Linked DNA regions of Mus musculus: all the other regions are linked to region 2. Evidence: chromatin contacts called from public Hi-C data. All regions are on one chromosome and are shown on one strand. Each heading gives the region's core, a stretch centred on a gene start, on an enhancer-like site or on the middle of the called end of the contact. The rest is flanking DNA. Distances are from core to core; before and after follow the strand shown. Region 1 has its middle 27 kb from the start of Gm40632. Region 2 has its middle 16 kb from the start of 4933404K13Rik. Region 3 has its middle 17 kb from the start of Gm34481.

Region 1 (3,826 bases), core at 614-3,113, 140 kb before region 2:
CAGCCTACTGTGGATGCAGTGCTTCCTGTCCTCTCCTGCCCCAGGTTGTGGACTGTAGGGGATGTTAGCTCCCTTCGAGCTATGCTGTAGTCTCATGACCATCCTTGGCTATCTTGTATTTGTTCCAAGCAAATGTACAATTCAGAGCAAGTTGAGCATCATGCACACATCTTGTGTTAGGTGATAGGGGAATGAGAGATGGTAATTACCTTCCTTAGATAACAAAGCCTTACCACTTAAGCTAAAATTGGCTATTTCATCTATTTTTTCTTTTTTTCTTTTTTTTTTTTTTTTTTTTTTTTTGGAAAGACTAACAAATGCCTTTTAAAAAGTATCCCTTCCCTTCAAAGAGAGCCCAAACCGCAACTTCTGCAATGTAGTCTGGTCATAAACGTAAGGGTCATGAGCGCCTCAATCTTCCGTTACCTGTTTACTTAGGGAACCAAATCCATGAAAAAGAACCTTGGACCAGAGGTCTCCTGGAGACAGGAGCAGAGCAATCAGGAGAAATAACAGTATCGAGGTCAGTTTTCCATGCTATGACAAGACTACCTGAGATTGGGTAATTAGTAAACAGAAATGTGTTGGCTTGGGGCTTTGCATGGGGGAGGGGTGGGGGGTCGAAGAGCAGGGACTATGTCTGGGGATGAGCTTCTTGTAGTCTAACATAGTATAGTGATATATGGTGTCCTAGTCAGGGTTTCTATTCCTGCACAAACATCATGACCAAGAAGCAAGTTGGGGAGGAACGGGTTTATTCGGCTTACACTTCCATACTGCTGTTCATCACCAAAGGAAGTCAGGACTGGAACTCAAGCAGGTCAGAAAGCAGGAGCTGATGCAGAGGCCATGGAGGGATGTCCTTTACTGGCTTGCCTCCCCTGGCTTGCTCAGCCTGCTCTCTTATAGAACCAAGACTACCAGCCCAGAGATGGTCCCACCCACAAGGGGCCTTTCCCCCTTGATCACTAATTGAGAAAATGCCTGACAGTTGTATCTCATGGAGGCATTTCCTCAACTGAAGCTCCTTTCTCTGTGATAACTCCAGCTGTGTCAAGTTGACACAAAACTAGCCAATACATATGGTGAGAAAGTTTGGAGCCACAGAACGAGGGAGAGCTGAACTTGACTTCAAAAGAAGCCAGCCTACAGGTGACTAGCCTGTTCCTGTGAGGCTAGCTCACTGCTGTGCTATTAGGAGCAGAGCTTCCATGGTCTCATATCTCTCTCTATAGCTCCCACTTCCCCACACTGCTGTGCCGAGGGGTTAGTTTCTAGTCTGTGAACTTTGGGAGACATACTCAAGATATAGGAGGAACATCTGCCCAGCCCAGCCCTGACCCAGGACCTCAATTTGAACTCCAAACACAAGGGAATGTAGTCAGCAAAGGTACAGGGTATACAGTAGTCAGATGGGAGCCTGTTATGCAACCCCTGTGGTAAGAATGTGACACTAAAATGTGACATGAACAGTCTCTGTATGTTATAGAACACTCTGTCTAAGTGATACACATTGTTGCTCGTTTTACCAGATCTCTTTTTGGCTGCTGCTGTCTTACTCTGTAGCCCAGCCTGGCCTGAAACTCACAGCAATCCCCCTGCTTCAGCTTCCCATGGATCGGGTTTATTGTTGTTATTGTTGCCTTAAGTAAGGTTTCACTATGCCATCCAAAGCTTGCCTTGGATAATAGAGCCACTTGCTTCAGGCTCCCATCCTCTGCTGGTCATATCTGGAGTTAATGGGCTTTGTAAATGCTGGGGGCAGAGTGCAGGCTTTGGGAACAGCACCCAAAGGAGGTAGCACTAGTCTTCCCTAGGGGGTTTGGTAGAAAGCAGCAGTGTGGGGGGTGGGGCTGGAATGGGGAAGCCTGTCTGAAACTTCACTATGCATCATCTCCTTCTGACATCCGGTTTAGTTCAGGGTGAGTGCCAGGAGGGCGGAGGGGCCTCTGCCGTCTTCGGGAGACTTAGGTGCAGCTCTGTATGAAGAAAACTTCTCCCTGTGGAGGTCCTTGATGAAGGTGACAGTCCTCGATTGTCCAAAGTGTTTATTCATAGCAGACAAGGATGCATACAATGTACTAGGGGTGAACCAGAGATAAGGATGCCCAGGAAGGGAAGCTCTTTGGCTAGACATCCGGGGTCTGGCTAGATGCCTCATTGGCATGGAGAAATCTGGGTTTCCACGCTCTGCTGTCATGGTCCTCTTTGTGGGTTGTCATGGTCACGTGCTCCAGGATAGGAACCGGGTCGGGAGCTGATTGAGACCTATTGTTCTCAATTACGAGATTTACTGGGTTGAGTCTGCTCGACCTACCATTTTTCTGTCTGGTGGCATGGTTCCACTTTCCCCACATATAAGTACCAATCTTGCATCTTAAGGAACAATGAGATGTAAGTTTCTCATTATAAAATGTTATATTCAGGAATTCTTTGAGCAGCTGGGGATAGCATTCAGGGCTCCATACATGAGAGAGAGGTCCTCGGCCCCCAAGCTATATTTCTGGTCTAGAGTAATCTTACTTGAGAATTAAGTAATTTTATAAAAGACTATAGAGGTTGATAAATTAAAATGTTAATGGTAATCACCTCTAAATGGTGTGAGCACGGGTGACTTCTATTTCCTTTTCTACAGTTTTTTATTCTACAGTAGTCTACAATAAACAACTTGACATTTGTCATTATAGTTAAATATAATTAATCTTAAAATGTGCCAAGAACTGTTAACATATAAATATATACAGGCAGCTAATAATAATTGTAGTTGATTGCTTTTTGTTTTGTTTTTTTCAAGACAACGTTTTTCTGTATAGCCCTGGATGTTCTAGAACTCATTCTATAGACCAAGCTGGCCTCTAACTCAGAGATCCTCCTGCCTCTGCATCTCAGGCGTGCACCACCACCACCCTGCTTAGTTGATTGTTTTTATGTAGTTATGCCTTCAAGTTATCAGTTCATTTAATAAATAGGTTATACATTTTTAGCAGCACATCTTAAAAATGTAAATCTATTCTGAAAATGCAGAAAACAGTCTGTCGAGGTATATTCTTTCTTTTAAAATCCTTATACTTTTCTTCTGATTTTTTTTTCTCTTAGATTTATCATATATGTCTGTGCACCACGTTCACACAGTTCCCTTGAAGGCCGGAAGAGGACCTCCCTGGAACTGGAGTTACAGATGATTCTGAGCTGCCATGTGGGTGCTGGGAATTAAACCTGGGTCCTCTGGAAGAGCAGCCAGTGCGCTTAGCCACAGAGCCATCCCTCTGGGCTATTCTTGTAATATTATCTGTACATTATACTCAGCTTGAGGTCCTTCGGTTATGGTTTCCAGAATCTGAGGGAAATAATCTATATGAATTAATCCAAGCAAAACAATAATAGTCAGTTATTTACACTGAGAGCTCCCTGTATGCTAACTGCCCCTCCATTTGGTCCTTATTACAGTCTATGAAGTTCAGGATAGAGACCCATACCTGCTGACTGCAGCCAGGGCTTCTGAACACCCCAGTCCTCAAGGACAAAGTTAGATGGCAGGAATAGAGAATAAGTTAAGATCTAATTAGCTGGAAAGGTTTCCCAGCGAGGCCTTCACAGCCATGGGCAGAGGTTGCTGGCAGAATGGGGTCCTACAAGAGAACAGCTCTCAGAACAGAGAGGGACAAACACAGGCTGCGGTATGGCCCTGGCTTGGTCGTAGATGGGGGTCCCCCTCTTACAAAACTTGGCTTACTCATCTATGCAAAAGAAAAAAAATCCCTTCATGGTATGGTTGTTGGAATTGCAGGAGTTATTTGGACTGAAGATTAATGTCTGGTGCTTATAG
Region 2 (3,813 bases), core at 522-3,021:
AATGCTGGTGAGGGTGGGAAGCCAACAGCCCTCTTCTGCTGCTGGGACTGAAAACTGGTGTGGCCACTGTGAAATTAGCGTGGTGGATTCTCAAAATCTAACAACTGCCACATGGCCCAGCTCTGTCGCCAGGACAGAAGACCCAAAGACCCTGTAAGCTGTGCTAGAGCCTTATACATTCATGTTTATTGGTATTCAATTCACAATAAGAAGGAAATGGAATCAGCCTAGATGTCCATCGCCTGACGAAATGATAATGACACACATATGAATGTACTGGATAATGAATTGGAAATGTAGCATGTATACACAACGGAGTTCTAGTCAGCATTAAAGGTAAATGAAATGTGAAATTTTGCAGGGAAATGGATGGATCTGGAAATGATTACTAAGTGAGGAGTCTCAGACTCTGAAGACTGCACTTCTACTCTCTTAGGCAGACTCTGGCTTTCGGTTGTCACAAACATGTACTTATGCAGGAGTTGGTTTCGGAACATGTCATGAAACTAGGAGGAGGAGCAAGGAGGGAGAAAGATTTTAAGGAGGGACTTGGGAGGGTGACAGAACCCAGGTGACAAGGAAATGGAAAGAACATTCTGGGCAGAAACATACAGGGCGGGGCAGGGTGACTGAAGGGAGGGATTGCGGAATACAGAGAAAAACAAAGTATAGGAACAGGATGAAGCAAGTTGAAGCATGCCGCAGACCCTCTGGATCCCTTTGTCTGCGTGGAACGGGTCTCTGGGGCAGGTGGGCAAAGCGTGGGATGAAATGACAGACAGATGCACACAGGAGAGGTTGTGTAGAATCTGAATGTAATTTGTCAAATCGAGCATCAAACTTTTTATACAGAAGAAAATAGGGAAGTTGGGTGACACACCAGCAAGATACAAAGAGGTTACTGGATTCTTACACAAAACAGAGGAATACAAACACAGAAGGTCTGACAGGAACCACCTGGGATAGAATTCGTTGTTAACAACTGGGATCAAAAAGAGCTCCACCTAAGGTCCACTTAATCTTAGAAGCCAGGGTCAAGGGCTTCGTGCCCTTGCCATAGTTCCTATTTTAGTCTATTGTATAGTCCACCTTCCCCCTAGGCCATTGTAAATAAGTTGTGTATGGGTGTAACTCAGCTATCTATAGTTCTAAGTATCCTGGTTCCTCCTTAGGTCTCAAACTTCCTTCTTCCTAGATGATGTTAAATTCCTGTGTAGGGCAGTGACTAAGCTTTTATTCAAAGTGATAGTGTAGTACCAGAGGCTATTCTGAATGTCACTGAATAGGCAGCATTCTTACTGAATTGCAAGCCCATGGTCTGCTCAAGGACTTTCTAGGATGTTGGAAAACTGATGAAGGCTTAGCTATGTCAGAATTCAATCTTAAAAGGCACTTATAATAGGATAATACTAAAAGAGAGCACGTGGATCCATACACCAGACTAACTCAGGAATAGGGTATGAGTTTATTGGTTAAAGAGAACGCCAGAACTCCAGGAGGTGAGCTTCCGTGAAACTCTCTGCCTCGTGAGTGGCTTCCAGACCTGTCAAGTTGATTCGACCAGAGTGCTTGGCAGAATCAAGTTACTTTGTATGCTAGTTTTAAAAAAATGAAGAGTTCCCCTTGTCTCCATTGTGCTATAGCCTCCTCTCCCTCTTTCTTGGTGGGGTCCTGGCTTCCTGTTTAAGATTCAGAGTAAATGCACAGGAACAGGGAGAAGGACACAGTTTCAGTGGAGTTTTGAGACAGTGTGTGTGGGGGGGAGGGGCGTTGGGGGGAAGTGCCTTTCCTCTGGGGACATTGACTGAGGAAGAAGGTCAGCTGTGTGCTTTCTCTGCCCCTCTGAGCTAGCAGACTTTCACCTGGCAAAGTTGAACGTTTGAGACTTTGTTAAAAACTCTTTAGGAGTCAGTTCATTGCTGCCACAAGTGCCTGACAAAAGAAACTCAAGGGAGGGCTCACAGTTCGAGGGTCCAGTGCACCATGGTGGGGAAGTCACAACAGCAGAAGTTTCAGTCACATTGACCCACACTCAGGAAGCAGGGCCATGGGAAGGCTCATGCTCAGCAGGGTTTCTCCTTTTTTATGATGTCTGGGCCATAGCCTGTGGAATGCTGCTGCCCATGGTAGGTTGGCTTTCCCTACCTCAATTAATTTAATCTAGATAAGTCTTCACAGACATGCTAAGAGGCTTATTTCCCTGGTTACTCTGGATACCATCTTGTGCTACAAAATAAAAATGAGAGGCCATGAAGAAGAATATCACGACCCCATGAATGGGTGGCTCTGACCAGATTGAGAATAATTTGAACAATAAAAAGAAGAATGGGGGAGGGACTAGAGAGATTGCTCAGTCAGTGTGGTGGTTTGAATATTCTTGGCCTATGGAATGTCACTATTAGGAGGTGTGTCCTTGTTGGAGGAGGTGTGTCCTTGTTGAAGGAAGTGTGTCAATGTGTGTGTGTGGTGGGGTAGGCTTGGTGACACTCCTCCTAGCTGCCTGGGAGACAATCACTCTTCTCCTAGTGTGAGACTGGCAGAGAAGAGCTGTAGCCCAACTCCTCCCAACTCCTCCCAATTCCTCAGCTAGCTGTTAAAAGCCCCCTACTGTTACCGCTAGGGGTCGAACTCCCCTGCCCTGCTCGGCAGAAGGAGTTCGTCCTCAGCTAACTGATAATAAAGTCTCTTGCAGTTTGCATCAGGTGTGGTTTTCTCTGGAGTCACTGGGGTGCCGGCTAGCTCATCCCAGGACTTGAGTGGAGGCCCAGTTTCAGGGGTCTTACACTAGCAGCCTTCATTCAGACCAAGATGTAGAAGAACTCTCAGCTTCTTTCATGCCATGCCTGCCTGGATGCTGTCATGTTTCAACCTTGATAATAATGGACTGAACCTCTGAACCTGTAAGCCAGCTCTAACTAAATGTTGTCCTTTATAAAAGTTGCCTTGGTTATGGAGTCTCTTCATAGCAACGGAAACCCTAACTAAGACAGTGGATAAGAGCATTTACTGATCTTCCAGAGGACACAAGTTCAGATCCAGCACCCACATCAGGCAGCTCACAACTGCCTGTGACCACAGCTTTATGAAATCCATTGCCTTCTTCAAGCCTCTGCAGGCACTTATGCACATATATAGCACACATGCATGCACATAAATAAATAATCACCAAGCATTAACTATTTATTAAAGTAGGATGCCATGAGTCCATAATGAGATAAATACCGCAGAGGAAGGAATAAGGGGGGGGGGGGGAATGAGTTTTTGTTTACTTAGCAGTCCAATCCCTGGTAGCTGATAGAGAAGAAGTTTCAGGGGATGGTAAAGATGGTGTGAGGCCTGGTGAGCAATAGGGATTGGTAAGATATTACAGCAGCTTCTGCAGAAGATACCAGTCACAAACAAAGTGAGAACTGATGACTATACCCAGGGAAACAACAAACACATCTGGCAGATACAAAACACAAGCCGGTATGCACAAAGAGCTGGAAACATGGTTGTTCGAAAGGCTAGAAACATTGTTGTAGCAAAGAGCTAATAATGTTGCTATAGTGTTCCTCCCAGGAGTGCAGAGTGAGGGCTCTAGGAGGTAATGAGGGGGCACTGAACATACCAAGTAGACAATCATCCTGCATGATGAAAGGCCTGAGCCAGAAAACCATGAGATAGCAATGCCTGTAGGGCAATGCTTACATGTCTATCTATGCAAGGCTTGGCTCTATGTGCAATTCTAGTCCCTGATGCTTCTTGGTTGAATTTTGTTGTAACAGACACACACACACAGACACACACACAGGCACACACACACACACACAC
Region 3 (3,737 bases), core at 97-2,596, 200 kb before region 2:
GAGGGGCCTCCTGAGGGGTTTCCTGGTGTGCCACTGCCACATACACCACTTCCTATGAACATTGTTTGAGTTGGAGGCGTCTCATGTCCTATAATCCCTTCTGTATCAGAGCAGAGGGTTGCCCCACAGAAATCCACTTCACACCCTCTCCCACCATCAGGACCTCATCTTCTGAGACAAGAAGTCTGTACCAACCTGGGTGCACAGTGTTACTATTTTTCCTGGGTGACATGTCTTTCAAAAAGTCATTTGTATTTCTATACCTGTCCTATCTCTTGTAAGAAAGCTGTGTGCTCTCCCCTTTACTGTCTTCATCCCATGAGGATGTGGCTCAGCTGTTGAGCATGCGTGAGGCTTGGTATTAGCAATGGAACGAAACAGAAGAGAAAGGCGTCTGCAGGCCTCACTGACCAGTCTTTTTGTGTCACATTTCTGTGACCTTCCACAGACTTACTTAAATATTTTCCTTCATTTTGTTTTTTTGTGAGTTTTGTTCGCTGATGCTAAACAGTCAATTTGCAAGGGTAAGTGCCTTTTACCCTCCCTGTACCTCTGTCTTAAAGCATGATCCTGTCGCGTGGGAAGTGCCGATTGCTGGAGAGTTGAAGCAGTTGTTGTGGGTGTGTTGTCCGTGGTCCTGTTGTAATGCCTGCTCACCCCGGTTCACCCAACGCTCTCCTAGAAACGCCATAGACTTTTCTGGTTTAGCATCAGGCAAAAGCAAGGGCCAGGCATGGAAAGTACTAGGAAAGGGCATTTGGGACAAACGCAACCACAGACCATGACTCATCTGATCCAGAGGCTACGAGGTCACCCTTAGTATCAGCAGCACTAGAAGGTCACATGTTCTCTGTGGAGCCTCACCGCACATCAAAATGTCTATGGCTGGCATCACGCAGGACAGAGCTTCTCTGTCAGCTTCCTCTTTTACAGACACATGGCCGTTTATAAGTAACATCCCCTTCCAAGACACAGGGACATCATTCTCAATTGACACGTTGCTGTGTTCTGTCTTTGAATTTTTGAGGTAACTGGAAAAATTTCCCCCATGTTGTTCTGCTAAACATATGAGGCTTTGGGAGGTTTAACTAGAAAAATTTCCACCTGTCTAAAACAAACAAACGAACTCTGTGGAGCACTACATACATTCTGGGAAGTGTGGTTATGAGGAAACAAAAGGTGGTGTTTCCAGGAGACGCTGGACACTCTGCACTCACATACATAAAACACCTAGGCCGGGTCTAACACAAAGAAAGTCTTTGCTATTATTTTTCCTTGTGCACACAGCTGTTCTGTTGGAGAAGGCAGGCCAGTGAATACAGAACAGATAAGAGTGTCACAAAGTCGGGTGGTGGTGGTGGTGGTGGTGGCGGCGGCGGCACATGCCTTTAATCCCTGCACTTGGGAGGCAGCGGCAGAAGGATTTCTGAGTTTGAGGCCAACCTGGTCTACAAAGTAAGTTCCAGGACAGCCATGGCTACACAGAGAAACCCTGTCTTGTGTGTGTGTGTGTGTGTGGGCAACCAAACCAAACCAAAAAACCCAACAAACAAACAAAAAAAGAGTGTCACAAAGGTTTCTACAGAGACTAATTACCATGACAGAAGTTAAAAAGGGATGGACTTTAAGTAGAGGCTCAGGGTGTCCTTCTGGGGGACTTGAGGGCTAAATACAAACTTAAGGGGAAGGACAAAGAGGAAGAGGGGGAGAAAAGAGGAGAAGGAAGAGGAAGGAGAAGAGGAAGAAGAGGAGGAGAAGGAAGAGGAGGAGGAAAAGAAGGAGGAGGAGGAGGAGGAGGAGGAGAATTCTGAGAGCAGGCCAGAGAGACAGGCAGGGCCAGGAGAAATCCTGCAGGCCATGGTGCAGTTTAGTCAGTAAGTGAAATAAGAAACTGCACAGGAGAGAGAGAACAGGGCACATGACAGGGAACCCAGGAAACCTGATTAATCAGCAGAAACCGGGTGACATTGAAGATGGAAAGGAGACGTTAAAAATGGAAAAATTTTGGTGGGGAGGGGTTAGAGTAACTGGGTATGATGTTGGATAAAGGAAGAGGGAGAGTTGGGGACAATCCTCAGATTGCTGGATCTGGTGATCTGCTAGAGAGTGCTGTCAAACACAGAGAGGAGAAACGATTACATGAGGAAGTTGTGAGGGGGCCTGTGAACATACACACACACACACACACACACACACACGCACGCACGCACGCACGCACGCACACTAGACCAGAAAATGGAGTTTCTATATGCTTAGTAAGAGAAAAGTGAAACAGAAATTGGTTAAATACCGGTTCTGTCTCCATCATGTGTAGGCAGATGTACTGTTGTTTTGTTTTTAGGCAGTCTCACTGTGGAGTCCTGCTGGCCTGGAGTTAGCTATGCAGACCAGGGCCCTGAACTCACAGAGATCTGTCTGGTTTTGCCTTCCATATACTGGGATTTAAGATGTGTGCCATCAAGCCTTGCAAGATAAATTTATTTGCTAAAACATTACCTTTAACTTTCTCTGGCAACAATCAAAATAGAAATGGAAGCTAATGGTAGATAAATGGTATAAATGAGCTACCAGACAGAGGCCCACTCTGAGTAACTGGAAAATAATTGCCTTTTAGGAGACACATAAGAGAGGCCTAAGCAAGGAGGGGGATTGAAAGACTGGAGATTTGAACAACATAAAATATTGCAGGGGGAAATTATATGCCCAAAGCTGACCAAAGACAGAATAACAGAAGAAAAAAGTACAGAGCTTGTTGTTAGGATTTTCCCCTGGGGCTGGGGAGTAGAACCCAGTTGGTAGAGTGCCTGCCTAACACAGTCAGGGACTGGGTTCAATCCCCAGCCCCAAATGAATTGGGCCCAGTTGTATATATGAGGAGGTAAAGGCAAGAGAATCAAGAGTTCAAGGTCACCCTCTAATACAAAAAGTGAGTTCAAAGCCAGTTTGGGTTACAAGAGACCCTGTCTTAATAATATTAATGAATGTCAAATTTATTAAAAATTAAAAAAAATTTACTTGACACAGAGAACTTTGACAAAGAAATGAAAACTTCAAAGAGGTTACTAGGATAAAACATTTATGTATATTTTCAGCAGTGGATGACACGTATAGAAATAGCTAGACACGAGGAAGGGGCTTGTGTCCACATCAGGACATGGGAGTGTGAATGGGAAATATACAGGAGAAGCTGATGGGACATAGGTTTTGTTTGCCTAGATTCCTCTTGGCATGCACTGCACATCTCTCCAGATAAGAATATTTTCACCATGGAGCCAGGCAGGCAGCTTTCTCACGGGGAATGTATGCCTCCCCCAAAGGGGAGAAAAGAGGATCTACTCTGTGTCTGCTTCTTCTTAAGCTCCTTCAGCTCAGAATGATCAGTACGCCAGAGTGATACGTTCTAGGGTGGCATGCTGCGCTCTCCTCCAGTGAACTGATGACGGAGAAGTGACCACTTGAGAAAGTTTTGTTTAGATTAAAAGCAGGTACCTTCCCCCCCACCCCCCAGAGTGAACAAATTTCTCTCCCCTTGGTCTTTTTGAAGCAGGGTATCACTATGTAGCCCAGGTTGTCTGGAGCTCTGTAGTCCAGGCTAGCCCTGAACTCCTGATCCTCCTGCTTCTGCTGTCTGACGGCTGGTATTACGGTTGTATGCCATCATGCTTAGCAAGAGCTGAGAGGTTTAAGGGCTGGAGGATTGTAGTTGCCTAATATGCCCAAAGCTCTGGGTTTGATTC

Evidence for each region. A called contact is a pair of places that touch in the nucleus more often than the background predicts.
Region 1: a Hi-C map of bone marrow-derived macrophages shows a contact between it and region 2, with 2.6 times the contacts expected there. The contact joins two enhancer-like sites. A contact is called at or near these places in 4 of 484 Hi-C or Micro-C datasets (B cells, bone marrow-derived macrophages, nephron progenitors and 1 more) and 1 of 115 datasets of contacts at active chromatin or transcription factors (embryonic stem cells).
Region 3: a contact with region 2 is called in a Hi-C map of bone marrow-derived macrophages, with 26 read pairs. The contact joins two enhancer-like sites. A contact is called at or near these places in 1 of 484 Hi-C or Micro-C datasets (bone marrow-derived macrophages) and 1 of 115 datasets of contacts at active chromatin or transcription factors (pancreatic cancer cells).

What each region holds. Positions count from the first base shown.
Region 1 is chr10:43,701,243-43,705,068 of GRCm38.p6, forward strand. No RefSeq gene overlaps it. Among named protein-coding and RNA genes, the nearest start is that of Gm40632, 27 kb to the left of the region's middle. Within about 2 kb of position 1,864, at least 69 of the 459 cell types and tissues checked have an H3K27ac peak or open chromatin away from gene starts, as enhancers often do. A contact at or near this core is called in bone marrow-derived macrophages, where this site is marked.
Region 2 is chr10:43,840,075-43,843,887 of GRCm38.p6, forward strand. No RefSeq gene overlaps it. Among named protein-coding and RNA genes, the nearest start is that of 4933404K13Rik, 16 kb to the left of the region's middle. Within about 2 kb of position 1,772, at least 21 of the 459 cell types and tissues checked have an H3K27ac peak or open chromatin away from gene starts, as enhancers often do. A contact at or near this core is called in bone marrow-derived macrophages, where this site is marked.
Region 3 is chr10:43,640,470-43,644,206 of GRCm38.p6, forward strand. No RefSeq gene overlaps it. Among named protein-coding and RNA genes, the nearest start is that of Gm34481, 17 kb to the right of the region's middle. Within about 2 kb of position 1,347, at least 79 of the 459 cell types and tissues checked have an H3K27ac peak or open chromatin away from gene starts, as enhancers often do. A contact at or near this core is called in bone marrow-derived macrophages, where this site is marked.